3 separate regions of the Mus musculus genome follow, and regions 2 and 3 are each linked to region 1. Evidence: chromatin contacts called from public Hi-C and Micro-C data. All regions are on one chromosome and are shown on one strand. Each heading gives the region's core, a stretch centred on a gene start, on an enhancer-like site or on the middle of the called end of the contact. The rest is flanking DNA. Distances are from core to core; before and after follow the strand shown. Region 1 holds the start of Glipr2 (GLI pathogenesis-related 2). Region 2 holds the start of Rnf38 (ring finger protein 38). Region 3 holds the start of Tmem8b (transmembrane protein 8B).

Region 1 (4,841 bases), core at 1,265-3,764:
GCTAGTTTAAGCTCATACACCTGGAGCTGTATAACAATCCAGGGCGGGGCTTTCTTTCACAAATAGACAAAGTTTAAGAAGCATAGCCCTAGGTGCTTGCAGTACTGTCCTCTGTATCGAGGCAATCTCTCCACTTGCTAGCTCTAGCTTCCCCCTTCTGATCCTCCTCTCTGCTGCACACTGGTCCTGTCCTCTTCAGTGGCACCCTGCATCCCATATCCAGTAACTCAGAACTTCCGCAAACCCTCTAGATCTGATCATTTTCTTCAGGCTCCTTGGTGAGCCTCTAGATTGAGGCCTCTCTCCCGTGCTTCCTGTTTCCTGAGCCCTCCTTCACTTGCAGACCCTGAGCCTGGGTCATTTCCCATCTCTTCCTGACTCTCTTCCCCAATCAGTTTCATTTACTCATTTCACAACTCAAATGGACGTTCCTAAAGATCGGGCTGTCCCTCCACTGCACGCGGTCCACAGTTTGGAAGAGAGGACAGAGGGTAAGAGGGAGGAGACACAGAGAGAGATGGGGGAGAGCAGTAGCAGGAGGTCAGCACATGCGCAGTTCTAGAAAATTGTCTCTTAGAGCAGGAGCTGGAAACTATGTATCTTTAGAGTGGGTGGGGCAGGGAGGGGTGATCTTTAAATCCCAGCACCAGAGAAGCAGAGGCAGGTGATTCTTTGTGAGTTTGAAAGCAGTTTGGTCTCCCTAGTGAGTTTCAGCCTAGACAGAGTTACATAGTGAAACCTTAAAGTAATAATAGTAACAATAAATATCAATCAAGTGAAACATAGCTTTAGAAAATCCCTAGGCTGACTCATGAGTCTGGAGAGGAAGGAGTTAATTTTTCAAGTAGGCTATTTCTCATAAGGCTTTCCCAGGGTAGCTATCACTTGCCCCATCCCCACCTTTCATCTTGCTCTTTTAATTACACGGCATATTTTTTCCATTACAAAGGATCATATGGGACACTGTCTTTGTACAGATGGGTAAACTGAGGCACGGAGGAAGGAAAAAATATGCTTAATATCACATAGCAAATGATCAATAGGTCCAGCATCGAAAGCCAGGCATGTCACTTGGAAGAAAAGCAAGTTAGGACCAGGTCACAAAAGACCACACACCCCATGTATCTCTTGAGTCTAGGTCCTGGAGGATAGACAGCTCCATGAAGGGACTCAGCCATCCTCACCTGAGGCTGACAGCCCACTGACTCCACTGAGTAGTTGTCAACCTGTGGGCTGCGACCCCCTGGGGTTGGTGACTGCCCCCCCCGGGGGGCCACACATCATATAGTATTTATATTCCGAATCATAATATCAAAATTACAGTTATGAAGTAGCAACAATGTAATTTTATGGTGGAAGGCGGGTCGCCAGAAGGTGAGGGACTGAATTAAAGGGTTGTAGCATCAGCAAAGTCGAGAGCCTCTGCTTTAGAGCCTCCCATGAGGCACGGATGATATTCTAATAAATAGGAAGCCTTGATGCCCACGAGGGAGGAAACTGAGGCAAGAAGATCTATTGCCCACCTGTCCCTTATCTATGCAGGAGTGACAACAAATGACACAGGGTGTGGGCTGTCCCTCTGAAGGAGGAGGGAGAGATTATGGATGGGACCCCCTGCTATCACAGGAGTTGAACACAGAAGGATGGGAAGGGTTTCAGGCTGGATGATGGGAGTAGTGAAGACTGGACCGGGACACGGAGGGGAAAGGACCTGAGTGCCTGCCTGCCAGCCAGCGCAGCTGTGTGGCAGAGGGGGTGCTGTCAGTGGCCAGAGAGCCGACAATGGGGTGGAAGGTGACAAAAACAAGGAGCGACAGGAAAACGGCTTTTCAGAAACGTAAACTTTACAGCCACAGGAGTGAGGGTGGGCGGCAGCAGGGCAGAGATCACAGGGGAAGTAGCTCTGCACAGCACCCAGCCTGGCACGGAGGGGCCTCAGGAGGTGAGCGAGAAGGAGACGAAAAGGAGTCTCAGAGCTGCCTTTAGTTGGGTGGAACCAGACTAGTTGCTTCGCAGCCTGGGATGCTGCCACGGTTTGGTGTCTTTTTCCCACTGTAACTTTGTCTTCCTCTGGACAAAGCATAGCCACGCCTAGGCAGGCTCAGCTATCCCCATCAGCGCTTAGAAACCCTCGCTGACGCAATCCCTGGCTCGCAGCCAAAGGGACCCTCCATCTCATTCCCCTCATTCTTTCTCTCCTAGCCGGTGTTCTTACCGCTACCTCCGCGCCACCCACCCCACCCCCTGGTTGAACCAGAAACAGCCGCTCCTCGGAACTTTGCTATGCGCGCTCTCCATCCCGCACCCAGGGATCCCGCATTGCAGCGAGAGTGACAGGGACTTTCCAGGGGCTCCCAGGGGATCATGCTCCAGATGGGGCAGGGTGACGGCGAGGGTCTAGGCGTCATCCCCGCTCCCCGGAGGGCCGTATGGGTGGCTCACCTGATTTGCCCATGGCCTGCTGTGTGCGCTCCTCCGCTCCGCTGCGGCTGCGTTGCGCTGCGCTGGCTAGCGGGGTCCCAGCAGCTGGCCGGGGCCGGGAGGGGCAGGGGCGGCCACAGCCACTCCCCCGGCGCCGCCCGGCCCCGCCTTATAAGGCAAAGGCAGCTGCAGGCGGAGGCGCAGGGGGCCACCCCTAGAATTCATTTGGCCGGGTGGGATTCCGCCGCTGGCTAGGGCGGTCCAGATGTGGATACGAATGCTGATTCTGAGCGTGCCTTGTCTCCTAGAGCAGCAAGTGCGCGCGCAAGACCTAGGGGCGTCCACGCCTTCCCTGTAGTTCCCCACGGTTCCCGCGCGACCGACGCCTGGAGAAGGCCTGGTGAGGTACGGTTCCCTCCGGCGCCACCAGGGGTCGGTAACCTCCCAGACTCAGTCTTTGGCAACACCACCCCCTCCCAGATCCCCAAAGTTCTGCTTCCCCTTCCCAGTGACACCATGCTCCAATCGCAGCTTCTTAGGACCCTGTCCCGCTATGCATCCCCAGGTTGTAACTGAACACTTTCCGGCCCTCCAACTCCAACCGCCCCAGGGTGGTGCCGCTGCCCGACTTGGACCTATCCTCTTGAACCCCACTGCCTTTGAGACCAACCCAAATTCCCCACCTGAGTTTGGATCCAGCACCCCCACATGTTGGCGTCATCTAAACCGAGACCCCCTGGTTAATTCAAAACACATTTTTCTCACCATAAAAAGTTAATGATTCACAGATTACAAGGACACTTTGCCTCCCCCTCCCTGGATACATATATATTTAAAAGATACATTTATTTGGGCCAGACATGGTGGCTCATGCCTTTATTCTTAGCACTTGGGAAACAGAAGCACGCAGATCTCTGTGAGTTAAGATTGGCCTGGTCTAAACAGTGAGACTTTACCTTTGTGCCCTACATAGCCGAGAATGATTTTAAAGTTCTGATCTTCCTGCTTCTACCTCCCTAGTGCTGTGACCACAGACACCCCCAGCAGTACCTATTTCTATGAATTTAAATGTATTTTACTTTTAGGTTATTGTTTGTCAGATGGAGTCTCGGTGTACCTCCCATTGTAGGTCAGGTCTGTACCACCACACCTGGCCAGACCCTGCAGCACGGAGCTCAGATGTATCCAGTAGGTTAGCGCAGAGCTAAATGCACGCCCGCCCACGCCCACCCCCCAGCCATTCCCTCTCTCCATGGCCAGCAAATACACTTCCCACATCCTAGCACTTCCAAGCAGGAGTAGAGTGGATACTGGTACTCATCTGACTTAAACGAGCTTTTAGTGCTGGGTTGGGATTCTGACTCTGTTCAATTCTCTGTTCCATTTTGCCGACAAATTCCGATGGAAATAGTCAAATGACCCAGGAAAAGTCCCTGTCACACCTAGAATCTCTAGAAAGCTATTTCAGAGGAACCAGAACTGCAAGGCCCTAAGGAGACAGCTGAGCACAGAGGAACCGCCTACTGCGTGCAGAGGACAAGCATCAGGCATACGTACACCATGTACAGAAGTGTCACCAGAAGGTGAGTGAGCAGGCTGGAGATCTGGCTAGGCTAAATTCCTGCCTCTGGGCAGTACAGTTTATGGTTGGTGTGCCGTGTGCTCTGTCCACCGGTTTTGCCAGCTGCATGCAGGTAGTGTGCCAAATCGACTGAAGTGCCGTTAAAGCTGATTTCTACTAAGGGCAACTGGGAGGCTGGAGAGGAAGGTAATGCCTTAGCCAGCAAAGACCAGAGACAAGCCATAACAAAGATCAGACACCAAGAGGAGAGATTAACCCAATTTCTGTTTTGTTACCTAGCCTGGGCTCACGTCAAACTAGCCATGTAGCTGAGGATGGCCTGAACTCCTTATTCTCCCGACAACAGCTCCTAATCAGTTTCATCAATTTTTGTTGGGTTTGTCTCACTGAAGAACTTTGAACCGGACCCTAGTGAGCGGGGCTGTAGTGAGAGCCGGAGAGATGGCTCAGCGGTTAAGAGCACTGACTGTTCTCCCAGAGGTCCTGATTTCAAATCCCAGCAACCACATGGTAGCTCACAACCATCTGTAATGGGATTGGATGCCCTCTTCTGATGTGTCTGAAGACAGACAGTTACAGTGTAGTTACATATAATAAATAAATAAATAAATAAATAAATAAATCTTTTAAAAAAATGTAAGAACTTCAAGCCTTGGGGTGTAGCTCAGCAGACTATACTCAGCTTAGGGAAGCTTTGCCCACCACCATCACTAAGCAAATGAGAGTTACCATTGTCTTGTGACGCCTGTCAGTTCTGGCTCTTGTACTGGAGCTCTGATTATGAGCTAGCAAGAAGAGTGAGCCTGTGGTTCTCTCTGCTTCTTCGTTGTTGTTTTTA
Region 2 (4,292 bases), core at 405-2,904, 280 kb before region 1:
GGTGAACTACTCATCCTTAAGATCTTTTTTATTTTATTTTATTTTATTTTGGTTTTTCGAGACAGGGTTTCTCTGTATAGCCCTGGCTGTCCTGGAGCTCATTTTGTAGACCAGGCTGGCCTCGAACTCAGAAATCCGCCTGCCTCTGCCTCCTGAGTGCTGGGATTAAAGGCGTGTGCCACCACGTCCGGCTCTTAAGATCTTTAAAAGGTTTGTTGTTGTTGTGTGTGTGTGTGTGTGGTTTTTTTTTGTTTTGTTTTGTTTTTGTTTTTTGAGATAGGTTCTGTGTAGCTCAGAAATTTGACTACAAATATCTCAAGTGACCAAGAATGATCTTCTCTGATGCAATTATCATCCATAACTTCTAAGACTCTCTGACCTCCAAGGAGATTGCAAGCTCTCTGAAGGCCTGGACAATATCGTTATTATCGTCGTAGCTTCATTTCTGAGCACCGCTAATGACCGGATAGATGAAAGACAATGCATCATCTAGTGTCAACTGCGGACTTGGAAATGTCTGTTGCCAAAGATCGTCTGCTTTGCCCTCCCAGTCTTTCTTTGCATGGTGCAGGGAAAAAGCTGAGGCTAATTTTTATTAAAACAATCTAGCCAGCAGCTTAGCTGCACCCTTACCCACATGCCTGTACTTAGAGACTCTACTCAGCACATGGTTGGGTTTATTTTGCTCTTCCATGGATAACGCCGAGAGCCAGAGAATGATGGGAAGATAATCGGTTCAGCCGCCAACATCGCATTTGAGAAAAGAGGGCAGACCGGGGGGAGGGGGAATGATGGTGTTTTGAATCCTCAGAAATCTTCCCCAAATAATAGGAAAGCCTTCAGTACAGCTCCGAATGTTTCCTCACTTCGAAGCCTCTTCCTCTTCTGAGATTAGGCCCAGTTGCCTGGACGGCTTCCTGTCAGGGCTTTCCCGACAAGGGTATTTAAAGTGAGAAAGAGGAAGAGAAAGTCGGAGACAGGGGCGAGGACCACCGCTGAGTCGGACTGGCTTCTGCTGGGAATTCAAGATGGGTCTCCAGGACTCAGGGAAGGGCGCTCGTTCATCTCCAACTCTTGCGTCTCCGCCTCTGCGGTTCTCTAGGGCTCCGCGGAGACTGATCTATCACCAATCAGCCTCAGAAGCGAAGAGAGAGTTTCTTTCCTAAGTGTCTCAAAAGCACAAACTTTGAGGAGACAACCGGGAGGGAGGACCGACGTGCAGGGGGCAGAGGCAGGAAGCAAGCAGGCAGGCAGGCGCAGGGAAGGCAGAGGAACGCCCGGCAGGCTGAGGCTAACCGGGGCGGACCGGGGTACACTCCCCAGCGCAGACACCGCCCGAGGCAGCAGAGCGGCAGGGCCTGCGCAGCGGTCGGCCTGGCCTCCGAGGCCCGCGGCCGCGCCCCGGAGGCGGGCCGGGGGCGGGGCAGCACCGGGCTGGGGCGCAGATGCCGAGAGCTTTGGCCCGGGCCTCCCCGCTTGGGCGGGCCGCGGCTGCTGAGGATCCCCCTAGACGCCGCCCGGGAGCCACGGCCCGGAGCCCAGCGCTCATTGGCGGCGCGGCGCGGTCTCCCCGCCCCCCGGCGTCCCCGCCCCCTCCGCCGCCGCCGCCGCCGCGGCTCGGCTCCGCCTCCTGGCCCGCCGGGAGCCGCCTCCGTCGCCGCCACAGCCTCCTTCGCCGCCGGTCCGGGCCCAGCCAGCGCCCGCCGCGCCGGAGTCGAGTCGCAGTCCGAGCCGCTGCCCGCGGCCCCGCCATGAGCGGAAGCGCCGCCGCCGCGGTCGCGGTCGCCGCCGCCGCCGCCGCCTCAGCCGCCGCCGCCGCGCACTTCCAGCCTCGGTCGTCGTCTCCCAGGCCGGGGCCCGCCGAGCTCGGGCCCCCCCGCCGCCCGCGCCCCCCGCCGCCCCCGCCGCCGCCCCGGCCCGAGCCCATCACCGCCGGCCGCCTTAGCCCTCCGGGCCACGGGCCTCTTCGGAGCGGGGCGCAGGGTGTCGGTGCCTGCGGCAGAGCGCCCGGAGCAGGTACGGGGTCTGCCGGCGAGGCGGGGCGGGGCGGGGCGGGCTGTGCGGGGAGGGGTGAGGGTCAGTCCGGGGCAAGGGGTCCCGCGGAGAGGGAGGAGCCTTGCCCGCCACAGCTTTGTCCAGCCCGGGAGACCCCGGGAGCCCTGCTCCTCCGCCGGGCAGAGCGCCTCACAAAGCGTTTTCGCACCCGCTGGGCAGCCCCTTCCTGCGGGGTGGGCAGGGCAGGACCTCGTGAGGAATCGGCTCTGCCGGGGAGGAAACTGAGGCTTACCGGGGGAAGTGACTTGCCCAAGGTCACAAAGCCAGCTAGAGTCGTGTCTTGGCTGAGAACCAGGGCCACCCTGGAGCTGGCGCGGGCCGTCAGCCGAGGGGGCTGGGAGGAGGAGGCAGAGTCCCCAGCCCCTGAGTCTGGAGTGGTAGGAAGAAGGGGGTTGGGGCCTGCGCCCTGGCACACCCACCAGGGTAGCTAACCTATGCTAAGCTGACCAGGACAGGTAGGAAGGAGAAACAGGAGCTGCCTCGGGAGCTTAGTGCCCTGGGGAGCCGATTTTGGGAGCTGGAGCGAGCAGGACTCCTGCCGGGGGCGGGGAGGGGGATGTGCTCCGAGAGGGTTTTATTGAGGTAGTGGAGTAGAGCTTTGGAAACTTGACTCGGGGACCGTTTGGCCCTCTCCAGGTCAGCCTTCTCACTACTGCATAGGCTAAGCCAGCCCAGCGGGAATGAAAGGGAAGGAGGCCTGTTTATACAGTGTCTTTTTCCAGGAAATTGCCCGAGTTTTGTTTATGCCCGGAACAGAAATACATAACTGGTCCTGGTAAAAGCATGCATGCGACAGAAGGCCATCCGAGCCTTTTCTAGATGGTCTGGACTTAACACACTTGGAGAATTCTCTGAGGAAGAGCAGCTGTCCTAGAAGGGGGAAGGAAGTTGGGAGGGTTAGGACAACTCACCCTCCTGCCTGCTTTACAATTCAGGAGGAATCCATTCTTACTTGGGGTGATTAGGCGAGTTGCTTTTACTCTGCGTGCATCTTAGAAAAGGCGAGGGGATAATAATTATTTCCAGAGGAGAAAGCAATGGAAGGATAGCAGGCAATGAGGAAAGATCAGTAGAAGCTGTGGAATGGGGAAAAAGAGAGGGTATGTAGTTATTGTGGGGGAAGGGAGATAAAGGGATTGCTGAAGGGGAGGGAGGAGAGCAGATAGCTTAGAGAAAAAGACTGGGATGCTTCCAAAAGGCAAGCAAAGCAAATAGGGTAAGTTTGAAGTGAGCCTCTTCAAGCTGAGCGCTGTCTACAATATAGAGTTTTCCTATGGGTCTGACATAATTTTGTGTGTGGTTTTTTTTTTTTTTTTTTTTTTTGGTTTTGTTTTGGTAAGGACAGTTGTAATATGTTATAGACTCATGCTGCCCTTAACTTCACCTACTTTCTTCATTCTCATCCCTAAGGATACAGACCCTAGAGTGCCTAAGGTATTGTCTTGAAAGTAAGGCTTGACAAAAGAAGGAAGAGAAAGACTAATTAGCAAGTGAATTAATTAAGGCCTTTTCTCCAGATTGATTCCTTAAAGTCAGCTGTTTCTTTACTGTCCTGCACTGTACCTGAGCTTTCTGTCTTGGGTGCTGTTGGAAGGCTGCTTTGGGGTTGTGGTCCCAGCACTAGGAAGACTGAGGGATTAAGAGTTTCAGGCCAGCTGGTCACCGCAGCAAGTGGGAAGCCTGGTCAATTTAGGAAAAATCCTAGGATTTTGTTACAGATTTGCATGTGTGTATGTGTGTGTGTGTGTGTGTGTGTGTGTGTATGTATGTATGTATGTATGTGTTTAAAGATTTATTTATTTATCTATTTATCTACTTATTTGTGTGTTTTCAAGATAGGGTTTTTCTAAGCCTTCCCTAGCTGTCCTGGACTTGCATTGTAGACTAGGCTGGCATCGAACTCACAGATCCACCTACCTCTGCCTCCTGAGTGGAAGGACTAAAAAGACTTGTGCTGCCACACCTGGTTAATAGGTTTATTTTGCATGTGTGAGCGTTTTGTCTGCAGGTGTTTATGTATGTGCATCACATGAAGGCCAGATTAGAGTGTCAGAAACTCTGGAAGTCCAGTTACAGGCTGTTGTGAGCCTTCATTTGGGTGCTAGGGTCTGAGCCTCGGCCCTTTTCAAGTGTAGCCAGTGATCATAACTGCTGAGCCTCAAAATCCTGTTTTGAAATGTAATAGAAGGGAGAGTGCTTGTCTAGTACCTTTCAGGCCCTGGGTTTTATTCCTAATA
Region 3 (4,542 bases), core at 1,707-4,206, 290 kb after region 1:
AAGGGATCCTCCTAAAACTAGCACCAGACAGGCACAAAGAGCTTGCTTGGCCTGGAGAATGGACCTGCCTAAGCCAACCTCAACACAGCCAGAGAATATGGGGGTGGAGTTGGGGTGTCCCAGGATGTACTTGTTGGAAAAGGAGTAGATAGAAGCCTGGAGCTTTGGGGGTAACATAGGAGTTGGAGGCAGGGCGGCTCCTTGGAAAACTGCCCTATCCATCTCATGCTTTGATTTGGAATTTTAACAGGGCCTACCAGAACCATGTCCCAGAAAGCATGTCTACCCAAGTCTAAATGAGCTTGTCCTGATGTCCCTTCTACAATAACGTGAAGGTGTTTCACCTAAATCGTGTGTGTGTGTGTGCAAACTCTCCTCATCAAAACCAAAAGCTAATTGCCAGCTGCTTCGGAAAGTGTCGATCCTGCACTGTAGTCAACAACGAATGTCTACCCCCCCCCCATCCTGGGTCCTTCCTCCCAGGAGACTGGGTGGATGATGAATAAGATCTCAAGGTCTAGGGAGACAATCAGTGGGTATGAATATTTGCTATCTAGGTATGAAAACCTGAGTTGAAATCCCAATGCCCACATTTGAAGGAGGAGGAGGAGGGAAAGAAGGAGGAAGAGGGAGAAGAGGAAGAGAAGAAAGAGGAAGAAGAGGGAGGAGGAGGAAGCCTAGCATGACCATACATGCCGGTGCATGTGCAATAAAGACAGGTGCGTAATAGGAGCTTCAGGTTCAATGAGAGATAGTCTCCAGGGAATAAAGTAGCCCCTAGCCTAAGTAAACACACACATGGATGTGAACATTCATTCACACACACACACACACACACACACACACACACACACACCTCTAATGCTTCCTTCAAGCCTAGGAATTACCTGCTTCTAAAAGTAGCATTTTGGTGATATGTTCCTAAGAGGAGCGTGCCAAGCTGAGAAGTGTGTAGGCCATATAGCATCCCCTCCCCCTCACACAATAATATATGCACTCCAAAGACATTATCAGCTCACGTATATTCAGATCAAATGCAGCTCACCAACATGCAAGAGTGAATGCATGGCACACATGCACCATTCCCAGGTCCCTGTTATACACACAAGTACACAGTCCCCACACGTCTCTGCAGGCCTACGACCCTCAGATGGCACTGATCTCAGGCTGTACACTGAGCAGACCCACTGAGATCATTGAAAACCCCTGCCACCCACAGCTGCAGCTAGCTGTTATTGCCAAAGACAGTTGGGACAATCTCTCGATACAGAGCCACTCAGCAAAGGTGGCTTGGGGCTAAGACCTTGAACACTAGCCATTTCCTGATGGGACCACCTCTGCCCCTTAAGCTAGGCCCCTCTCTGCTTCTCTCATTCTGACCATTAAGAGGCTGGGCGGCTCTACTAACCAGCCAAGGGGCTTCCTGAACTAGATACAAGTGAGAAACAGTTTATGAAAGAGATTATGCCTTGGGTCAATGGAGGAATACTTCAATCGGGTATTGTAGTCAGAGGAAGAGGGGAGGGAGACAACCACTATGTCACGGGAATTAGGAAACCTTTTTTTCTAGCTCCACTATTGCCATCTATGTAGAACACAACTTTGAACTGCTCCCTGCCTGAGCCTCAGTTTCCTCATCTGCAGAATTGTGCTGAGGTTCAGTCATGCTTTAAACGTATCAAAAACTATCCTTAGCCCAGCTATGATTGCTTAGGGAAAGACCCAGCACAAGAAGAAAGAGTAAATAACCCATGTCCATCTATATAATGCAACATATTGTCTTCAAAACTGCTTTTCAGCCCTTTTTTCTTTTAATGCGTGTTTGTTATCTCAAAGTTTTAGGCTACAGTGTCTCCATATCTCAGGTTACAATAAAAGCTTTTACTATGTCCTCTCCATAAAACTTTGGAAACAAAAGGAGCAAAGTCCCCAAGACTTCCCAGGGTAAGCCAGACTCAAGGAGTCAGGATGGACACCGGGAAAGGAGATCTCCATCTCTTGAGGACTATTAGCAACCTGCTGAACTACCTGAGAGTCCCTGCCTCACCACTCTTAAAGGCTGCAAATCCATCTCTTGTGTAAGCCCCCTTCTTGCTCTTCCCCTCCAACACACACACATTTCTTCCCCCAGTGACCGAGCTCACCAAGTCCCACCTCTCCCGACTCTTTCCAAGCTATCCCTCCCTGGAACCCCATCCGGTCTCAATCCTTTCCGCTTCTCCACTCACCAGCCCCTGGACCAAGGACAGAAAACAGCAACAGCAGCAATAGGGCTGGTGGCAGCTGGAGCCCAGACCTGAGTCGAGGCTGGGAGAGGGGTAGAGTATGAGAGAGGCGGGGACCCAGTGGAAGAGACTTGGGCAAACATAGAGATGGGGGCAAAGACTGGGCTTTTTTTGGGTGGCGCTGAACTGAGCACCGGGGCTCAAACAAGGGCAGAAGGTGTGATGGAAGGAGTGGGTGTGATGGAGATTGAAGCAAGGGCTGTGGCTGGGCCAGGGGCTTAAGCAAACGCGGGGAATGGGACAGGGTCAGATGCTGGGCTGGGAATTGTGACAAGGGGTGGAACAAGGGCCGAGGCGGAGATAGCGGCCAGGCTGGGGGCAGGGACCGGGGTTGAAGCGGGGACCTGGACCTGGACATTCGCTGGGACACCGGCCGGGGCCTGGACAGGTTTGGGAAGCGGGGCGAGGGCGTGGCCGGAGGCCAAGGCTGAAATTGGGATAGGATGAGGGGCCGGGACAAGGGCTGGGCCATGGCCCGGGGCGGGGGCGGGGCCGGCCAGGCCAGCACGGGACGCTCGTAGAGCTGACCCGCGGCTCCGCTCCCCACCCCCGGGGGGTGGCCTCTGGCGTCCTCGCGGGCTCGGGGCTGGGGCCGGGGCCGGGGCCGGGGCCGGGACCTGGGGAGGAGTTCAGGCCTGGGCGACTCCGGGCTGCGCTGAACCGGCGTTAACCAGGCCCCGCGGCGGCCGCGGCGTGACGCTCGCCTGACGCTCCGCCCCGCGCCCCATGCGATTGGCCGCTCTCAGCAAAGCCCGCCCCTACCCAATTCTATTGGCCTCTAACTGAAGCCTGCTGCGCTGCCTACCTTAGAGCCTCTGTCTCAAGCCTCACCGCCCGGCCCTGGGTCACCTCTCAGGTCCACATCTCCCAGTGAACGCGGCTCACATACTGTACAGAAACCTTCCAGAAATTCACAAAACCAGGCTCCTCTCGGGCCGTGTTCCTCCCATTCCTAGGTCTGCACAGCCTACAGAGAGACTCACTCAACTCTGATCCCAACTAGATCCAAAGCAGCCCTCTCAGGAAACCTCACCCACGCCCGGAGATGACGAGAAGACTTCTGTTGCCCTGGAGACTACTTGGCATTTCTGTTGCCCTGGGGATCGAAGCCTGTCCTGGGTTCTAGAGCGCATCCTTCATTGGCCCTGGACCTCTCTTCTTCCTTCCCTTTACTGCCTTTATCAACTGGGGCCAGAGTCCCTTTGCTAAGGTCTGCAGGTGCCTACGCCTTCCCAAACAAACTTAACAAGGCCTCTCAGTTAGCACCTACAGCCTGGCTCATCAACAGCAAAACCATTCCGTAGGTCAGAATCAATACTTCCCCCTCCAACCCAGGTAAAGATCCTGACCTAAGGACTTGGGATCACCAAGCCCAAGCAGAGAGGTAGGTAGTTTTTCAAACAGCCCTCCACCCCAGCCCTTTACCCTGCCACTTTTCCTAATACCATCTGTCCTTCCCCGCTCGTCCTCTACTTTTTGTCCGCGTTCTCACCCACTTTCTCGTCATCCTCCCTCTGCCCCTTTGCTAGTTTGCCCTGTAGAAAGACCCCAGGGAAAGTAATTACTTTTTTAAAAAACAAACCTTTAATTTTATTTTATGTGTATGGGTGTGTTTGCCTGCGTGTATATTTGTACACCACATGAGTACAGTGTCTGTGGAGGCTGGAAGAGAGGGTCAGAGCCCTTGGGACTAGAATTACGGGCGGTCGTGAGCAGCCATGTTGAGAATTAAACCCAGGTCTTCTGCTGAGAGATCGCTCTAATGAGCTTAAGATGCAATATCTCAAGGTAGCTAATACTGTCTCTGAGACACGGGACACACTACAGATCAGAGAAACACGTGAATCCTTAAGTAGCTCTTACAAATGATGATAGACTTGTACAGATGACAGGGTCTGTGTTGGAAGCCCGAGTGGTGGCACTGGCCTGTAATTTCAGTACCTGGGAAGTAGAGGCAGGAGAATTATTGCCAGTTTAAAGCCAGCTTGGTCCAAATTCTAGGCCAGCCAGGCCTATAGTGAGACCCTGTCTCAAAATACCAAGGGTTTTTGGGTGTAGCTCCATGATAGAGCACTTGCCAGCATATAAAAGCCTCCAGTTCATTCCTTAGCACCTGAAAGGGTCTGAGGTGGTGACAACAGACCTTGCCAGTCAGGGCCAAGAAACTTGGATGTCATCCATTAGGCTGGTTCAGAAGGTTGTGTGTGTTCAAAAGGTCTTGCTGGAGGAGGAAAGAGCTTCCCTCCTGGATCTTTCT

What was found. Hi-C and Micro-C count contacts between places; a contact is called where the count stands out from the background.
Region 2: a contact with region 1 is called in a Hi-C map of CD8 T cells, with 4 times the contacts expected there. The contact joins the promoter of Rnf38 here to the promoter of Glipr2 in region 1. A contact is called at or near these places in 1 of 39 promoter capture datasets (pre-B cells), 2 of 484 Hi-C or Micro-C datasets (CD8 T cells and LSK cells), 1 of 115 datasets of contacts at active chromatin or transcription factors (memory CD8 T cells) and 1 of 9 other capture datasets (adipose tissue).
Region 3: a contact with region 1 is called in a Micro-C map of embryonic stem cells, with 1.9 times the contacts expected there. The contact joins the promoter of Tmem8b here to the promoter of Glipr2 in region 1. A contact is called at or near these places in 1 of 484 Hi-C or Micro-C datasets (embryonic stem cells), 2 of 115 datasets of contacts at active chromatin or transcription factors (both in embryonic stem cells) and 2 of 9 other capture datasets (adipose tissue and liver).

What each region holds. Positions count from the first base shown.
Region 1 is chr4:43,955,375-43,960,215 of GRCm38.p6, reverse strand. It overlaps Glipr2 (GLI pathogenesis-related 2), which reads right to left and starts at 2,514. Exons shown (of 5, transcript NM_027450.3): 1 at 2,443-2,514. The coding sequence starts at 2,455. It overlaps Gm30377 (a long non-coding RNA gene), which reads left to right. Exons shown (of 4, transcript XR_881223.2): 2 at 2,730-2,826; 3 at 3,833-4,004; 4 at 4,283-4,498.
Region 2 is chr4:44,231,267-44,235,558 of GRCm38.p6, reverse strand. Rnf38 (ring finger protein 38) reads left to right here and starts at 1,654. Exons shown (of 12, transcript NM_001379580.1): 1 at 1,654-2,016. The coding sequence starts at 1,752.
Region 3 is chr4:43,667,721-43,672,262 of GRCm38.p6, reverse strand. Tmem8b (transmembrane protein 8B) reads right to left here and starts at 2,956. Exons shown (of 13, transcript NM_001368840.1): 1 at 2,229-2,956. The coding sequence starts at 2,757. It overlaps Fam221b (family with sequence similarity 221, member B), which reads left to right and starts at 3,404. Exons shown (of 7, transcript NM_175517.3): 1 at 3,404-3,669.